Regions from separate parts of the Mus musculus genome. Here region 1 is linked to region 2. A link is a contact called in public Hi-C data. All regions are on one chromosome and are shown on one strand. The core of a region is the stretch at or near the end of the contact, and the rest is flanking DNA. Distances in the headings are between cores, read along the strand shown.

Evidence for each region. Hi-C and Micro-C count contacts between places; a contact is called where the count stands out from the background.
Region 1: a Hi-C map of the MNK3 cell line shows a contact between it and region 2, with 5 times the contacts expected there. The contact joins two enhancer-like sites. A contact is called at or near these places in 18 of 39 promoter capture datasets (the 3T3-L1 cell line, 3T3-L1-derived adipocytes, the C10 cell line and 10 more), 10 of 15 datasets of contacts at CTCF or cohesin (CD8 T cells, the G1E-ER4 cell line, the NIH/3T3 cell line and 6 more), 236 of 484 Hi-C or Micro-C datasets (the 3T3-L1 cell line, 3T3-L1-derived adipocytes, the AML12 cell line and 125 more), 26 of 115 datasets of contacts at active chromatin or transcription factors (the NIH/3T3 cell line, PVALB interneurons, acute myeloid leukemia and 20 more) and 3 of 9 other capture datasets (embryonic stem cells, embryonic tail and embryonic trunk).

What each region holds. Positions count from the first base shown.
Region 1 is chr11:33,290,538-33,296,865 of GRCm38.p6, reverse strand. All of the region lies in intron 20 of Ranbp17 (RAN binding protein 17), which reads left to right. Among named protein-coding and RNA genes, the nearest start is that of Tlx3, 90 kb to the right of the region's middle. Within about 2 kb of position 4,530, at least 3 of the 459 cell types and tissues checked have an H3K27ac peak or open chromatin away from gene starts, as enhancers often do. A contact at or near this core is called in the MNK3 cell line, where this site is marked.
Region 2 is chr11:33,180,842-33,186,904 of GRCm38.p6, reverse strand. No RefSeq gene overlaps it. Among named protein-coding and RNA genes, the nearest start is that of Tlx3, 20 kb to the left of the region's middle. Within about 2 kb of position 4,669, at least 9 of the 459 cell types and tissues checked have an H3K27ac peak or open chromatin away from gene starts, as enhancers often do. A contact at or near this core is called in the MNK3 cell line, where this site is marked.

The DNA.
Region 1 (6,328 bases), core at 3,281-5,780, 110 kb before region 2:
TGAGTTTGCTGTTACTAAACTGTAGTGTAGACTAGTGTAGACAGGAGGACAAATCCCTATACAGAAATGTCTTGTCACATAAGAATAAAAAGAGACAGAATAGGTTTGAAATCACAGCACTTCAATTACAGTGTAAACCTCAGCCAATCATTCTATTTCTTGGACACTTGATGTCATCATCCAGCAAAGGAGACAATCCAGTACCCTAGCTTACTGTGACCTCTAAGATAAGTAACACACTCTGTCTGGTGTCTGACACTTACCCAGTGACCAATAAACATTTATTAACATGTTAAGAGTACTCTATGAGTCATCTTTAATCCTAACAAGAGATGACTGTTTATACAAGTCATTGAAGTGTGGTAGCGTCATGTTCTTTATATTTAAAACCAGCAGCCTATAAGAAAATTCTACTTTAATGTAAATGAGGAAAATACCTAATAAAAAAATATAAAAGAAAATCTACTTTAAAGCAAAATTACTTGTTTTATGGCTTTCTTTCTTAAAACAGTATCTCATTTGCCCAGTTTTGCCTCAGACTTGACAGAGCCAAGAATAAAGCTAATCTCCTGGTCCTCTTGCCTTAGCCACCTAAGTATTGGAATTACCATGCCCATGCCCAACTTAATTTATATTTAAGTGGTATTCTTGTTTTATTTAAGCTTTTTTTATCCAAACTTTATATGTTGTAAAGGAAACTTCTTAGAAGCAGTGGTTAGTGACTACCAAAGCTATGCCCCAAAACATAAGAGCTGAGCATGTTTTAGAGAGAATGCTACACATTATGAAATTTTTAAATGCTACTATTTAGAGTACTGGCTTATGATTTTTAGTTGGTATGGAAACCCACTTCCTCATATTTATTTTCTTAAAGATCAAACAATTAAGGTTTTTTTTTCATGGTCTTGAAGAATCAACTATATACCATATATGTGTGTGTGTATGTGTGAGTTTAAAGATTATAAATTTAATCATAATCTTAAATTCATCCACAATGACCATTTTATTTCTCTAAACACCCAGTTCCAAAGGCAAAACTTTCATTTATTTGGAAAATCATAAGAACCCACTTTTGGTACAATTTACATGAGACCAGTCTCTTAAAGGTAGCCTGTCCAGCAGTTAGGAGGGTTTTTTTTTTCTTGTTCACCAGTTGTAATAAAGAGTCAAGGTCAGAAATTTCCTTCTGTGTCAACAAATATAATCTGGTTTCCATTTCAGCATTTGTCCAGCAGATGGCAGAAATGGAAAATCTTGGGACTTGGTGTTTTATTTTTTAAACTCGAAACTGATATCTCCTCCCTTTGACCATAGCTGTTGAAGTTATTGGGGTCAGGGGCAGAGAGCAAGGTGTCAGTTATGCAGTAAGCGATGCTACATTGCCAAATGCAGTGGCGTGCTACTGGCCTTGCTTATAATAATTGGGTTTCAGTAGCAAATCAGCTTCCTTGGGAAAAGGCCAAAGGCTTTTCATAATTGTATTGACAACAAAATGAATATGATAAATGGTGTTCATTCAGTTGAGACAAGATTTATAGTTTTCCTTTGGGCAAAGGATGAAGAGCAAATATTTATAATAATAGTAAAATTTGTTTAAAAGTTATATTATTTGATCATTCAAAAAGCTTTATTAAAATATTTTGAAATAACTTTTAACAGTTTCAGGTGATAAAGTACAGATTCTTTCTAAAGTATTCAAGTAATGCAAAAATGAATAAGTATATGATTTTTAAAAAATACAGATATGAAAGTCATTTATTCTTCCTGAAATATTGATATGTCAAACTGTCAGTGAGGATCCCACATTACTGCTGGGGAAGTTTATTTGCCTTTTATCCACATAGATGTGTGTTCTTTAATTTGTTATGCAGTTCTTAGCTTATAGAACAAACATTCCTGTTAAGAGCACATGTCATCGTAAAGTCAAAATGCATTTTATTTATGGTGATTGTTTGATAAAATGCTATTTCCATGTTTAGCTATTTAATTCACAAGCATCTCTGTGAATGCCTTAGCCATGGCATTAACTGCTGCACGAACTGCATGCTTACCACTGCATCTGTCCCAAGCTGCACACACTGCATGCTTACCACTGCATCTGTCCAAAGCTAAATGGCCTGGGACTTCACAGCTACCATCTTGATAATTTTTTTCATGACTTGAGAATTCAAGCAGGAAATCATTCGTTTACACCTTTGCCCCTAAAGTAAGAATGCAGCAGTAAGAAAACCGCACATTATTCAAACGTTTCCTAGGTTGTGCTTAGATGAAGGTTTCAGATGACCAGAGGGAAACTAAAATATCCACATGTAAATATTATTTCCAGGATTACTCTAATTTCCAGGATGTGGTCAATCATTGAGCTCACACAGGCAGGCAGTACTGTTTGTCAGTGAATATAAACACAGTACACAAAAACAAAGGAAGCAATGACCAAAATTAACAACCTTAAACTCCAGCCTTGTCTCACTGCCTCACAGCCTGTGGGTCCTGGGTAAGTTAGTTGGAGTCTTGGAGTCACAGTTTTACTCCCATGACCCAGGGTTAATCACCCCATCTCACAGCTCCCGACTGTAGTGTGTGGGACAGAACAACTCCTTCGCTGCTGTCACTTCCCCTCTTAAAACAGTTAGCAAGGATGTGGGCTGCGTATCCATTCAGCAAAGCTGGCTTCCGTTGCGCAGTGTGCTTGGTTTTCTGAACAGTATAGGTTACTGAGACACAATTCTTTTTGTTTTACACTCCAGATTTTTTTCCCCTCCCAGTCCACCCTCCGACTGTTCCACATCCCATACTTCCTCCCCACCTCCCTGTCTATTCTTACCCCTAAATGAACTTTCAGTTCAAAAGAGTCCTCTGCATGAATGACTTACAAGAACATATATAGAAAGCTGTAAATGTGGTCAGGAAAGGCTCTGTAAAGGTGACCATGTAACACTGAGTCTTGCTAGGTTAAGTAAGACTAGACCCTACGAATTACAAGGGACAGAGTTTCAGGTGATCATTGTTTAGGGGAAATAGTAAAGATGCTTCGTTAAGACACAGCTTATTTCATGGCTAGAAACAGGTTGTCCAGGACCCTTCACTATCAGACTCCAAAATGGATATTCATATTCTTAGGCAGTATGAAGCCTGAAGAATAAATTCTGGTAGCTTTGAGAGACCCACATAATCAGAAGAATATCTTAAGAAGAAAATAATTGGCAGTATATGTGAACCAAGTGGGACTGCAAAAGGACTAACCCTGAAGACCCACTGTGAGGCTGGCCTGCTTTGAATGTGTGTTTTATGCACAAGAAATACAAGAGTACATTGCTGCTCTTCAGAAGCATACAGTTCTGTGGGCATGCAAAAGAAACCCTACCGACCAACCAATTACACGTGTGTTATAACAGACACATGTGACGGGACCACAGGAACATTTGTGAAGAGTTTACTAATACTTTGGTCAAACTGAGAGAGATTTCTTAGGAAACCAGAAGTTGCACTAAGATTGAAAGATGGATTTCCAGCCATGAGAGAGGAAGGGCATCCCGAAGTCTGTCCCCTCCTGAACAAAGCACAGGTGTTGGCATGTTGGTGCTGCATCTTAAGCCTCTGCACACCAGGCTCCTCCTCTTCTGGAACCACAGCCCCAACCCTGAGTCCTAACAATTTTAATGAAAACATTTATGTTGTCATAGGTATTAGAATGCTTTCTTACCTTTTTATTCTCTAGTTATATTCATTGGTCTATTTTGTGTACATGCGTGCTCTTTCCCTGGCACACATGGAAATTGGAGGACAGCTGTGGGCGTTAGTTCTTTTCCTACACGGCAAGGGTCCTGAGCATGGAGCTCTAGTCGGGGGCACCAGAAGGGCCTTTACACAGTGAGCCCTCTGGCTAGCCTTTGCATTTTCTTTCATACTATTAAATCCAAGAAGGAAATAGTTGTGGTGGTTTTTCTCCTGATTCTGTTTTTGTGGTGTAGCATATTCAAACTACTAAATCACAGGATGGATGAATGAGATGTGTGGGTTAATCCTGGATGGATGCAGATCCGGTGCCTGCCAGTTCCTCACATTGTCATCGGGTGTGCTAATGTCACCATTGGTGCCTTTGATTGTTCATTTATCTGATGTGGACCTTTGGTTCTCATTGAGAAGTCCAGGTGACAGTAATGAGATCCATGCCTTTCCTACCTAAGGGCTCCTGTTCTCTTCCTCCTGCCTATATGTGTGTAGTCCTCACAAGGCCACTGGAAAATTAAAGCTGGGTTTTGATTCTCACTCTGTAATCTGAGCCTGGCCCTCTCGCTCCGCAGCCCTTTAACCTCCCTGCTTAGTAGACCTCTGCTCTGCTTCCCAATAATCGCTCATTCTCTCTGTGGCAGTCACCTCTGTCAGAAGCATATTAGAATTGTCACTGCTCTCATTCCACACAGAGAAGGGAGCATCCCCTCATATCCTCTGCTCTTAGCCCAGTGTGAATACCGTGTACTTTAAAAACATCACGGTGCTCTGTCTAGAAAGTAGTTGGCACAGTGGCCTGGGTTAGGTTTTGAGGTTTGTGTCTGTTTCCTGGTGATGCTGGAGTTTGTGCCTGAGCTGTCTCTTTCCAGAACCGGAAGCGTCCTTTACACACCTGCCACACTGATTAAGTATGACTCTTGAGCATAAAAACCATATATTCTATTTCTAAATCAGTCCTTAACACAGTTTATAATATGTAGCATCTCCTGTCTATTAAACAATAACAAGTTTTTAATTCTTGGAGAAAAATAGTAAACTATTTGACAGTTCAAAGGAAGTTAGCAGTCAAGCTAGTTTTTTCTTTAATATTCATGTATGTGTATATGTGAATGCATATGTGCACACATGTGTCCATGTATACACATGCATCACAGTGCATACATAGATATCACAAGACAACTCACTCTTTCCACCATGTAGGTTCTGAGGCTCAAATAGATCTTTTGTTATTGTTTTTTATTGAGCCTACTCTTGACTTAAACATACCCACCCCCTTCCTGGCCTCACTCCCTGCTCCTTCCTTTGTGTTATTTTCCCCATGTATCTTTACGTTAGTTGTGGCCTGTCTTATTAGAATGTAAGTCCCGTAAGGGCAGGAGCTTCTTAGTGTTTTGTCACTGGTCATCCCTGGAGACTTTAGGACAGCGTGTTTGAGGACGTCAGCACGTACTTGTTAGAGAAGCTGCTTTTGTGAGTGCAGCCTGAGTTCAGGGTCTCTCTGGGAACTACTGCTCTCCTGCTTGGAGGGCCACAGCACTCCTCGGACTTTGGCAGGCTTATTTTCACTTTTACAGAGTGATTTCTTAGAGCTCAGCATGAAGTGCAGTTCAAACAATCATAAGGCACTTCTACCATAGGCTTTGCAGGTTCACAGGTTTACAACAGCAAATACTGAGCTCTGCTTTGTATAGAGCCTGTACATAGGAGAAGACACTGGTTTCTGCACTCAGAGAGCTTGGAATGGAGAGAGGAATTCTGTAGTGGGGCTAGCACAGTCATACATAGGCCTTTCCCAACCCAGGTGGGCTAGCAGTATAAGTGGTGAAAAACGCTTTCAGGAATCATTGTCAACTGTTTTGGAATATGAGGAGCACATGGTCATTAAGAAGGAGATCCTAAGGAAGTGTGGATACCAACCCTTTCCAAGCTTACAGAACAAGCAGTAACTACAACCAGCCAGCCCTGCTTCTCAGACAGATGTAGTCAGGAGTGCTCATTGAGCATAGGCAAGGAAGAGATTGATGCCATTTGACAAGATAGGAAAAACATCCCAGAGACATGAAACATGAGCTATGTATTGAAAGATGGGATGAGGCAGAAGGAAGCAATGTACAGAAGGAACATGACCACTGGAGTCCAATGGTTTATTTGCAGGGATTTGCAACAAGCCAAGTTCCACATAGAGCAGAAATGGAGGGATTGGAGGCAGAAGAGCCTCTATGTCTTGATGAGGAACTTGACTGGGATGCAGGGGCTGGGTTTATGATGAGCTTTTCCACCAGGAGCTTTGTCCAAATCACGGCAAGAATTGGTGATCCCATTCAGCAGTCCCATTCCACAGCATTCAGTGTGCTGGAAAGAGACTTGGCAGCTGTCGAAATGAAAGCGTCAAGCTTCCTGCTCTAGTTTGAAGCTTTAATCCATATTTCTATGTTTGCCAAGAAGGAGGCCCAGTGTGGTCTGAAGGTCCAGCAGAGATGATGTTTTGCATTCCTGGCTGGGCTCAACCAAGTGTGCACCCCTAGTGTTAACAAGAATGCCTGCAGGCAAGGCATGGTGGCAGACACCTGAGAAACAGATGCAGGTGGATCTCTGA
Region 2 (6,063 bases), core at 3,420-5,919:
ATAATTAAAATGGATGTTCCTACATGTCAACACCAATAGCTCTTCCAGTAATGAACACACTGAGAGATCCTTGTTAAGTATGGCTGCTCCTCAGCCTCTGTGACCACACGGCAGAGAGTGCTGAGGGACTGTGGAGGGTGACAGAAGCCTTGACTCCAGCTTGGACCAGTTGGTGAGCCAGGCTCAAAGGGGCCTTGTAACAGAAGGCAGCTTGATGACTCAGGGCCTCTGGGCTAGATCTGCCCCCTAGGGTCCTCTTCCTCCACCAGAATCTGCAGTGAAACCTCTCTGATAGAGGGTGGGGAAGAGCAGCCGCTGAAACCTTCCAGGTAGAGAGGACCAGTTATAAATAATCAAAGGCTCAGAGTCAAAACACTCTTCCCCCTTCTCCCCTGTAACCATCCAGAACAGCCCTTCTTGGGGACAGTACTTTAGCTCAGCAGTAGAGAGCTAAGCTCCAATGCGCAAGGACCTGCTTCCATCCCTAGTCCCATGGGTGAAGGGTGATGGGACCCCCATGCTCATTGCAGCTGACTTCCCAGGAAGCAACCTCATGAATGGAGACACATGATGGAGAAGATGTAGTGAATGGATATGTGGAATCCTGCTGAGCCTTGAAAGGGAAGGCAATCCTGTCACTTATGACAGCATGGGTGCACCTGAAGGGTAAAAGTGACTAAATGTGGCCCTGTGAGAGAGTTGCTGGGTGACGTCAGCTGAAACCCTGGAAGTAAAGTGGGCAGGTGGCTACCACAGCTGGGAATGGCGAATGGCTGCAATCCTGTCGGTAAGGCAGCTAGAGTGCTACATTCACAGCGGCATGGCTGCCACAGCCTTGCAATGTTTACATTTCAAAGTTGTGAAGGAGGAGATTTCAAATGTTTTCACCACAGAGGAATGGTGAGTAGCTAAAGTGACAGGCATGTACATTCGCTCATTTATCATGCATGCATGCATGCATATGTTAAAATGCCACACCATACCCTATAAATACATGCCATTATTTATCATGTACGTATATATTAAAATGTCACATCGCCCCCCACAATACTTTCGATTGGTATAATTAGTTATAAAGAAGAGGACTGGACATGTAGTGAGAGAGTGCCAGCTTAATGCCTATAAAATCTTAGGTTACAGAAGCAGGGCCCCATACAGTGGGGCTGGAGAGGTGGCTCAGCAGCTAACAGCACTTGCTGCTCTTGCAGAAGACCCAGGTTCATCCCAGCACCCACATGACAGCTCACAGCTCTCTATAACTCTAGGTTCAGGGGATCCCATTCTCTCTTCTGACCTTTGCAGGTACCGTGTATGCCCATGACACACATGCATGCATGCAGGCACATCGTGGTGGTTTGAATGAGAATGGTCCCCAGAGGCTCATGTATTAGAATGTTTGACCCCCATATGGCAGAACTGTTTGGGAAGGATTAAGAGAGGATTAAGAGTCTGTTGAGATGTGCCACTAAGGGTGAGCTTTGAGGTTTCAAAAGCCCCTGGTATTCTGAGTCTCTGCGGATCAAGATGTAAGCTCTCAGCTACTTCCCCAGTGCCATTGCCTGCCTACTGTCATGCCCCTACCATAAGGGTCTCGGACTCACCCTCTGAAACTGTCAGCTCAAAATAAGCTGTTTATTCTCAGTTGCCTTAGTCTTGGTGTCTTATTGCAGAGAGAGAAAAGTAACTAGGACAGACATAAACTAAGAATAAATAAATCCTTAAAGAGGAAAGAAAACAAACACACGTACATACTGCCTCTGCAGTGCAGAGCATCAGTAAGGCATGGGAGATAGATGTTGACCAGGAGAACAGGATATCCAGGGACAAGGCTCAAGAGAAATGATGGTCAGAGTTTACTGACCAACAATGCTGGTGCCCTGGAATGGAAAGTGAGACAGGAGGGTGGAGGGGACAGAAACTGGGTGCAAGGGTCATGTCAGCAGTGTGTAAGGGCACACTCAACAAGATTCCTGAGTCTAGGGGTCAGAGGCCCTTTTGTGTGCAATAGTGGTCACTGATGGATTTTAAGCCTGGAGCATGGAGAGGTGTGAAATTTTCTAGGCAAGAGCCAGGTGTGGAATCCTAGCACTCGGGGAAACAGAGACAGGTGGTCTCTATGAGTTCAAGGCCAGCCTAGTCTACATAGTGAGTTCTAGGACAGCTAGAGTTACATAGTGAAATCCTGTCCCAGAAAGAAGAAAGAGCCGGGTGTGGTGGCGAACGCCTTTAGTCCCAGCACAGAGGCAGGCGGATTTCTGAGTTGGAGGCCAGCCTGGTCTACAAAGTGAGTTCCAGGACAGCCAGGGCTACACAGAGAAACCCTGTCTCAAAAAAAAAAAAAAAAAAAAAAAAAAGAAAGAAAGAAAGAAAGAAAGAAAGAAAGAAAGAAAGAAAAGAAAATAAGAAAGAAAGGAAAAAAGAAAGAGCTCTTATTCTTGCTTCCTGCTTGCTTCTCTTTTGCCCTCTTGGGCTCTTCCCTTCCCCCTCTCTCCATGTGCTCATGAGACCATGACCGGCTTCTACTTCTCTACTCTCTCCCTCTCTCTGTCTTTCTCTGCCTCTACTATCCTTGTAACTCCCCTCCCCATTCCCTGAATAAACTCTATCCTATACAAAAAAAAAAAAAAAAAAAAAAAAAGGAAGGAAAGAAGGGGGAGAGAGAGAGAGAGATTATTTCTCTAGGCAAGTCTCTGATGTGGCCACAGGACCTAGGCTCTATACCAAGGGTTCCCAACAGGTTCCAGAAGCTTCTAAAGAAAGTAGACCCTGGCCTGAATGAAAGGAGTAGCAGGTCTGAGGGACAGACAAGACAGCTGAAACAGTGCTCTGCAGGGCCCAGACCCTCTGACACTCAAGTCACCCCTAGTTGGGAGGCAGAGGTGAGACTGAAGTCCAGTGCTGCCACCTGGTAATGCTGTGACATTGAGCTGGTCAATGTCCACTGTGGAGTGTAGCCTTTGCTTCTGTAATATGGCAACACTTGAATTCCATGTTCCTGGCAGCATTTCCTCGGGGCAGTTTGTAGTGCTGATAAATATGACCTGAAAGCATAATCCAATATCCCCACATGTAGCTGTAGAGCATGCCTGGGCCCTGAGGATGGGGAGCTAACCCCAGAAGCCCTCTTGAAGAAGGCTTTGAATGAGGAAGAGAGCCAGGAACTCCAGTCTGGGTACACTTCCTAGCAGACTCCTGTTAACATTGGAAAAACAGAACAGGAAATGTAGTGGTGTGTCCTGGAATGGCCGGAAGTCCTGGAAGACCCACAGCTCGCCTGCCCACGGTCCTCTCTGTACACCTCCCTTCAACACCCTCTCTCAGATATCTTGGCCTTGAACTTGACACCTGGTTCCAGAGGAGGCCAGAGATGATTGCAGGGGATGAACCTGTGGCTGGGAAGGAGAGCCATTCTTGGAAGAAGGTCGCCCACCCTGCAGTGCTGTGTGTATCTAGCTCCTGAGAACAAACAGGCCTCTTGCTGCAGCCAACTTGTTCTTAAGTGTTTTGTAAACAGACATCCTGGGATCCTAAATATTTGTTTTATTTAATTCTTTTCACGTATTCAATGTTCTGTGATGGATTTGGTTTTTTTTGTTTTTGTTTTTTTGTTTTTTTTTTGTTTTGTTTTGTTTTGTTTTTGTTTTTGTTTTGTTTTGTTTTGTTTTGTTTTTTTTTTTTTTGGTTTTTCGAGACAGAGTTTCTCTGTATAGCCCTGGCTGTCCTGGCATTCATTTTGTAGACCAGGCTGGCCTGGAACTCAGAAATCCACCTGCCTCTGCCTCCCAAGTGCTGGGATTAAAGGCATGCGCCACCACTGCCTGGGGTTTTTGGTTTTTTTTTTTTTTTTTAATGTTATGTGTTTAGGTGTTTTGCCAGCATGTACATCTGCACCTCATGCATGCAATACCCTCAAAGTCCAGGAGGGGTGATTGGAACCCCCCAGGAATGGAGTTACAGATGTTTGTCAGCTACCATGTAGGTGCTGAGAATCAAACTTGTGCCCTCTAGAAGAGCGACCAATGCTATTAACTCCTAAGCCTCGCTAGCCTTCTAGCAACATTGAAGGTTTTTGTTTGTTTGTTTGTTTGTTTGTTTGTTTTTGAGGCAGGTTTTCTCTGTGTAGCCCTGGCTGCACACTCCAGGCTGTGGAGCTCACTCTGTAGACCAGGCTGGCCTCAAACTCAAGAGATTCACCTGCCTCTGCTTCCTGGAGTGCTGGGACTAAGGGTATGAGCCACCAATGCCTGACTGAATCATTGTTTCTGTTTTTGTTGTTGTTGCTGTTGTTTAAATCATCTATGGGTCAGGAAAGATGGCTTGGCAGTTAAGAGCACCTGCAGAGGCCAGCATTAGTTCCCAGCACCCACATCAGGTTGTTTACAACCACCTGCAATTCTAGAATTGGGTCCCTCCAGGGGACCCAATGCTCTGTCTTGCCTCCTTGGGCAACAGGCACGGGTGCTTATCCCCACATATAGACACACTAGCAAACAATTGAATATAAATAGCAGCTTTTTTAAATTACATTTAATTCTAGTATCTAAAAGTTTCTTTGAGGAAAAGCCCAAAAGTGTCTTAACTCTCACAAAAGGGCTGGTGGGAGGCGGGTAGGAGTGGGAGACAGGACAGGCTTTAGGTTCTGACTACAAAGGCCTTTCCTATTAGTGGTACTGTGGTAGAGCTGGAGATCTAGATGCCAAGGCTTGCTGTGCCCGGCTTTTGGTTTTGTAAGAGTCTCAATATATAGTCTATAACTTATGATTATTGTCCAGTCTCCAATCTCCTGGGTGCTGGGATTACAGATGTATACCACTGTGCCTGGCAGAAAAAAAAAAAAAAAAAAAAGAGGGCTTTGAGTTTTGAGTCCTCAGGAGGCTACGAATGTTTTGCCTCAAAAGAGAAACTATAATTATGGGGGAAATCCCAGGGGCTGTACCTCCAAAGTTGTGTGTAATATATGGCCTATTTGCAAAATATTGCAAAAGAAATCTGGCAGATTGCTGGATGCCCAAGCCCGGGGGCTACACCACCAACACCACACACATACACACATACACACATACACACATACACACATACACACATACACACATACACACATACACACATACACACATACACACATACACACATACAAGCTGGGTCTCAGTAAGGCTCCTCTTTCCTCCAAAATGCACATTGTGAAGTACTGAGAGGGTTAAAACCTAATCCACTCGTTCTGAGAGGCAATTAGGACTAGATAAGGCCAGGCAGGGAGACTCATTAATGCATGCTGTCCTTTTAGAAGGGAGAACAAAAGTCAGAAAGTGTACTCTGGTGCTGTCTTTTGCCCTATGATGTCCTGACCCTGCCAGCAAAAAGGCCAATATCAGCTTTGGTCCCTCACCTTGGACCAGACCTGTGAGCCTCTTGAAACTGTCAAAGTAACTCTGCAGTTCAGGTCGGTGGATGTGGAGTCCTCCCTGGGCCTGCATGGTGCGCAGATGACTCCTGTGTGGGTCACACTGGGCAACCGTGAGAGCCCACTCAGCTGTCAAAGCAACCCAAGCCAGGAGATGCTTGCATGCAAAGACGTGGGACACAGCTGAGGGTCTGAGCTGAGGGTGTTGTCTGGAGGGATGGTTCCAATCCTTTCAGACACTGTTGTGTGAGTGCAGGATCCGGGACAGCAATCCCCTCTCTCCCAGCCTCACCCCACTTCAATCCTGGATCCAGACTTCTTGCCCGCCCCTCCCAGGTCCGCTCAGGTTCCCCCCTCCCACTCCCACTGCAATCCAGACAGTTTTTCAGGTCCCCTCACTTCTCTCTAATCTACCCTTGGCCAACCCCACTTCCTTTGCCCAAACTATGCGCGCGCGCAGGGAGCTCCAGAGTTTATGGGCGGGTGCTTCTCTCCCTCTACCAAGCTGGGCGGAGAGCTGGAGGATTAAACCCTGGTTCCTTGCCCCGCTGACAGGCTGTTCCAACTTCTCGAAGCCCGCGGGAGGTTCGCGACCCCTCCGGAAGGTGCTTGCACGGGTGTCTGACTCCCACTTAGCCTGCAGCGCAGGCCTAACACAGTGC